Linked DNA regions of Mus musculus: region 1 is linked to region 2. Evidence: chromatin contacts called from public HiChIP or PLAC-seq data. All regions are on one chromosome and are shown on one strand. The core of a region is the stretch at or near the end of the contact, and the rest is flanking DNA. Distances in the headings are between cores, read along the strand shown. Region 1 overlaps Pml (promyelocytic leukemia). Region 2 has its middle 24 kb from the start of Cyp11a1.

Region 1 (2,700 bases), core at 175-2,674, 240 kb after region 2:
GAACAGCCCCTCATTATAAAGTAAAACAAAGGCCCTACAAGAAAGGAGATAGGGAAGATAGGGATGGGTACCCTGAAGCACTATCTGTCCCTCCAAACTGCAAAGTGCAAATTTGTATTTGTAAATACACACACACACACACACACACATATATATATATATACATATATACACATAAAAGCAATGGACTCTTCTACCCCCAGGCTTGCTCTGCACAGTGAGCAATGATCACCTCTTCCTAACCTGAATTGTGTATCTCCCTCCTCCCTTGGTGATCCTGATAACCCACGGATGGTTGGATCTCACTGTCCTCTCCCCACCTGCTATAGTGCTTGTGACATCTCCTGAGCTCAACCATATACAATGCCCAGGGAAACCTCTGGAATACTTTTCTCCACTGTTCCTTCCTAGGTTTCCAGTTCCATCCCGGGGCCAGTAGCTTGAACGTTATCAAAGATGATGAGATAGAAAGTAATGTCCAGCTAACAGAAGAATATAGGCAACAACGGAAAGGCAAGGACCAAATTTTGGCTACAGGTGAGAAACAGTTACAAGAGGTGCCCTGCCCTCAGCAATGCACCTCTGCAGAGGGTAGAGTGGTAATCCAGGGGGAGGGACAGAGAGAATGTGCACAGTACACACACAAGGCTTTAGGCAAAGCTGCCAGTACACCCTGGCATTCTGGTCTAGCAGGCAGGAGCAACAACTAGTCAGAGCAGGCTGCCCTAACCCAGAGACTGTACCCAGTACAGGGGAAAGGAAGCCAGAATCAAAGCCAGAAAAACAACCTTTACAAGAGCAAAGAGACCTGGAACGAAGCACCCAGAAATGCAAAGAGAGATGGACTTCTGGGAGAGGCTGACCCAGTCAGGAATGCTAGGGACTATCTAGGACCACGGTGCTGAGAGGCCTGGAGCTTCCCTCGTGCCAACAAATGGGTAGAGGGTGTAGGCATGGTGTGGAGATGCAGAAAGTAGGATGAGAAGCCTAGGCCAAGGGGGAAGCAGGGAGCGGGCAGTGACTGGCAAGAAGGAAGTAGATGAATCAGAAGACACAAGGGCGGGGGAGCAGGAGATAGAGTGAGCCTCCTCACAGGGTGGGGGCAGGGGAGCAGGGGAGCAGGACTCAGGTGTGGGTCTTAGAGGAAGACAGACTTCCCCTCCAACCAGGCAGAAGTGGCAGATGAAGGGAAGTGCCAACAGCAGACAAATCTGTAATTAGGTAGCAGATGCTGACAATTCCCACACCGCCAAAAGGGCTTCAGTTTCTTACCAGGAGCAGAAGGTATAGTCAACAGGCTAGGGTCAGGGTCAGGATGAAGCTCAGAGAAGTGTCCCTGAGGAGCCAAATGAGAACGGGAGGGCATGACCAGAAGTCCTTAGTTCTTTGCCTTCCTTTGTGGCTTTTCTCTAACATGTCTCCAGGGGGCAGCAGAGAGTCAATGGGGCCCCGGGGAATCTTCCTGTGGTTGTTTCTGCCAGCAGAGCTCCATGAGATAATGATTGAAAAAGGGAGAGCTGGTAGGAGGTGACAGATTTGAGGCTGTGGTCTGAGTCAGAGCAGTCAGTCCATTTTGAGATGGTGTCAAAGCACGAAGTGTGGCCATGCTGATGGTTGCCAGCTGAAGTGACTGACAGGCTGAAGATCCTTGAGTTGTCAAGGAGTGGAGGTCAGATGGTGGGTGTTGAAATCAACCAGAAAGAAAGCAAGACATGAAGGGGAAGAAGAAATCTAGGGGTGGGGTGGGGCAGATGGTCCTATCTTTCCTCCATGAGAGGGGAGGCGGGGAGATGTCTGAGACAAACTGGGGAGATAGGGTTGCACTCTAAGAGCTGGACCTCAAAGCCACCAGTGATGGAATATATTATAGTAGAGGCCTTGCCCTGCTTTCCACTTTGGATGTTCACAGTGTGGCGGGAAGAAAGCTAAACGGCACCACAGGGAAGATCCTGCACAGGATCTGATGGCCATGGGGAAAAGGGTTCACAACAGAGATTATGTGGAAGTATTTATTGAAACAAACAAACAAAAAAAAAGCCGGGCGTGGTGGTGCATGCCTTTAATCCCAGCACTCGGGAGGCAGAAGCAGGCAGATTTCTGAGTTTGAGGCCAGCCTGGTCTACAAAGTGAGTTCCAGGACAGCCAGGCTATACAGAGAAACCGTCTCAAAAAAAAAAAAAAAAATAGTATTTATTGAGCAGTCATACCTGTCAGGCTTTGGGATGGACAGAATCTCTGCATTCATAGGCAGGGATATCTGGCCATAAGACTGCAGAGTGAGATGGGGTGGCAAGCAGCCACGGAAGAGGAAAGAAGTCAGGTTCTCAGAGGCCGGTCTGATAGAGGACCCAGGCCTGGACTGGTAGAGATGTGGCTTCTTGGTGGTGCTAATGAAATTTCAAAGACTTCAAGGAGGGCCTTGAACTTGGAAATTCCCCCGTGGGGCTCTGTTAGAATCTCTGGGGTGGGGGACCTAATTCCTGAGCACCACCCATGGAAGAAGCATTTGGCTGAAAAGCCATGGAGAAGCCACTGGTGAAACCTGAGGGAGCCCTGGAGGGAGTGTCCAAGGGACTGGAAGGTTCTGGGCATGCAGCAGAGTGTGGTGATGGCCCTCTCTCTGTGTGTGCGCATCAGCAGATGCCTGGGAAGCCCTGTGGTGGCCAGAGTGGTGGCCTGAGCAATAGGAGGAGCCCTATG
Region 2 (2,700 bases), core at 153-2,652:
TGGGAGTGGAGGGGCCAGAAGAAGCTGGAGTCCCTGCCTTTACTGTCACATGCTACCCCGAAAGAAGGCAACTTCCCATTTGTAGCTCTTCCTGTGAGTCAAGCCAAGGAGCATAGTGTTGAAGCAGGGTGAGGGTGTAGATGATGTGGAGGGTGAGGTATTTAGCTGTGAAATTGAGAGCAAAGGGACAGGGATTAAGTTTCAAGATCAGTATGAGGTGGTAGGAGGTTCACACTCATCGCTGCTGAGTCACGAGATGGCACACCTACCCCTTGTCTGGTTTCTGCTGCTCCTGAGGAAATGGTCATCAAGGTTCGAGTCATCCATCTCTCCACCTAGTGCAGGTCAAGCAAGCACCGCCCTTTCCCTAGTATGGTCCTATCCCCCGGTGTCTATTGTGACTCCCCAGCCCTGGCCCCTCTGGGCAGTGGAGAACTGTAGGGGGAGGCTGCTGGCTTCGATGGGGCTTCAATAAAATTACCTGGCTGTGGCAGCTTCAGTGGCAACTAGGGAGGCAATGGTGAAGGGGCCCTCAGAGGGCAAGCTGAGCCAGCCAGGGTCCTTCCTAGTCCCCTCTGCAGCCTTCTCCCATGAAGGGGTCTAGTAGCTGGTCCTGGGCTGACCAGATAGGGTATGACAGATCACTTCTGGCTCACACTGGGGCCTCTGTAGGTGGCTAATAGCAAGAGGTTCTGCCCCAGGAGTGGCCACAGCCAGGTTCTAGTCACCTGCCTCAGGTCCCAGGCCATGATAAGGCTGGAGTAGAAAAGGGATTCATCAGAGGTCTGCTGGTCCATCCTGTCAGATAGGGGACTAAGGACTCTGCCAAGTGGATGAGGTAGAACCCTAGACTATGGGATCCTTTTGGTCTCTAATCTTCCAACTCTCTGTCTTGCCTAACCTGCTGCTCTGACCCACTCAAGGGTCTCTTCTCAGGGCCCAAGAGGGTCATCTCTATTGCTGGAGTTCTCCTGACTGGCCCTTCTCACCTTCATCCCATTTCCTGTCCTGGGGGCTGAGGCACACCTCTCTCCCCACAGCAATTGGACCATCACTCTCTACCCCAACGTGACTGCATGGGTACCTTTAGCTCGCAGTCTCTGGGGGTTCCTACTCACACTGAGCTTCCACTGCAAGTTGACTTTCTATGTGGGTATGGCCTGGACGCATTCCCTTCCTCAGTCTTTACCATCTCCTGAGAGCAGAGTTGGGTACACGTCTAGAATGTTCTCTCAGCTGGTGGACACACCACACAAGAAGAGACTGAGGGCTTTGTCTTTCTTCTGTGCTCAGGTTAGAAAGGCTGAACCCCTTATGTTACCCCTGCCTTATTATGTCCTGGGACCTTAGGCAGATGGCCGGAACTTGAGTGTGGCCTTTCTGGGGGGGCAGCAGCGCCCCCTACTGGCCACTTAGAGAGATCCCGGTCGAGATGATCTGTTATAACCTGCTGGGTCTGCCTAGGGCCAGCTGCTGGTCCCTTCAAGGGAGGAGACTCAGGCTCCCATGAAGGCCCTGTGGAGGCTGCAGAAGGGATCAGGAAGGACCATGGCTGGCTTAGCTTGCCCTCCATAAAATGGGATAATAACACTCAATGTTTAGAGCTTGCTTGGTGATTAGACTGATTGATGATGTACTATGAAAAGAGCTCTGCAGGTGCAGGATGTGGTTCAGAGGAGTGGGTCAGAGGAGAGCAGAGTGCAGTTCTGGAAGCTGCCTCAGAGGCCAGCCTGACTCCTGCCCCGGTTCACTTTCTGTTGCTGTGACGAAACACGGGGACCAGAAGTAAGCTGGGGAGGAAAGGGTTTATTTGGCTTACTCGTCCATATCAGTGAGGGAGAAGTCAGGGCAGGAACCCAAGCAGGAGCAGTGGCAGGAACCGTGACAGAGCGCTGCTTACTGGCTTGCTCCCTCTGCCTTGCTCAGGTGGCTGTTTTATGTCTCCAGGCACCACCTGCCCAGGGCTGGCCCTACTCACAATGGGCTGGGTTCTCCTACATCGATCATTAAATGGAAAAAAAAATGCTCCACAGACTTTCCCACAGGCCAATCTGATGGAGGCAACCCTTCATCTGATGATCTGATGGAGGCAACCCCTCATCTGATGCTCCCCCATTCCAGGGTTCCAGCTTGTGTCCGGTTGACCAAAGCAAAACAAAACTAACCAGTGCAAGCTCTTCTCTAGATCCTGCTCCGGACTTTCTGGCACAGGTTGAAAGTCAGATGGCACCCTGGTCCTGGGTGGTGAGAGGGCCCGGGGTCTGGCGAGGAGAGAAGATCCTGCCTGGCATGGCTTTTCTACTTAATGGTTCCACTGTCCATGTAGGCCAGACCTCCAGTACCCCAAGGCAGATTGGGCTGTCTCTGTAAATTTCTCCTGGGACTGTCTAAGGGGCACAAGTGACCTTTACCCTAAAGGCTCACCACTTGTCTCAGGTGACAATCTTTTGTTTGTTTGTTTGAGACAGGGTTTCTCAGTGTAGCCCTGGCTGCCCTGGAACTCACTCTGTAGACCAGGCTGGCCTCGAACTCAAAAATCTGCCTGCCTCTGCCTCCCAAGTACTGGGATTAAAGGTGTGTGCCACCACTGCCCAGCTTCTCAGGTGACGATCTTAGGCCCCAGTGAGTACTAATAGTCTTAGGCACCTGGCTCTCTTTCTACTTCATTTTGTCCCCTCCTCCAGTCCCCATCAGCCACTT

What was found. HiChIP or PLAC-seq counts read pairs in DNA pulled down with a chosen protein or histone mark.
Region 1: a CTCF HiChIP or PLAC-seq map of CD8 T cells shows a contact between it and region 2, with 5 read pairs. The contact joins two enhancer-like sites. A contact is called at or near these places in 2 of 15 datasets of contacts at CTCF or cohesin (CD8 T cells and embryonic stem cells), 2 of 484 Hi-C or Micro-C datasets (the G1E-ER4 cell line and embryonic stem cells) and 2 of 115 datasets of contacts at active chromatin or transcription factors (extraembryonic endoderm stem cells and stem cell-derived neural progenitor cells).

What each region holds. Positions count from the first base shown.
Region 1 is chr9:58,225,022-58,227,721 of GRCm38.p6, forward strand. All of the region lies in intron 7 of Pml (promyelocytic leukemia), which reads right to left. Among named protein-coding and RNA genes, the nearest start is that of Mir6385, 5.2 kb to the left of the region's middle. Within about 2 kb of position 1,425, at least 33 of the 459 cell types and tissues checked have an H3K27ac peak or open chromatin away from gene starts, as enhancers often do. A contact at or near this core is called in CD8 T cells, where this site is marked.
Region 2 is chr9:57,989,224-57,991,923 of GRCm38.p6, forward strand. No RefSeq gene overlaps it. Among named protein-coding and RNA genes, the nearest start is that of Cyp11a1, 24 kb to the right of the region's middle. Within about 2 kb of position 1,403, at least 36 of the 459 cell types and tissues checked have an H3K27ac peak or open chromatin away from gene starts, as enhancers often do. A contact at or near this core is called in CD8 T cells, where this site is marked.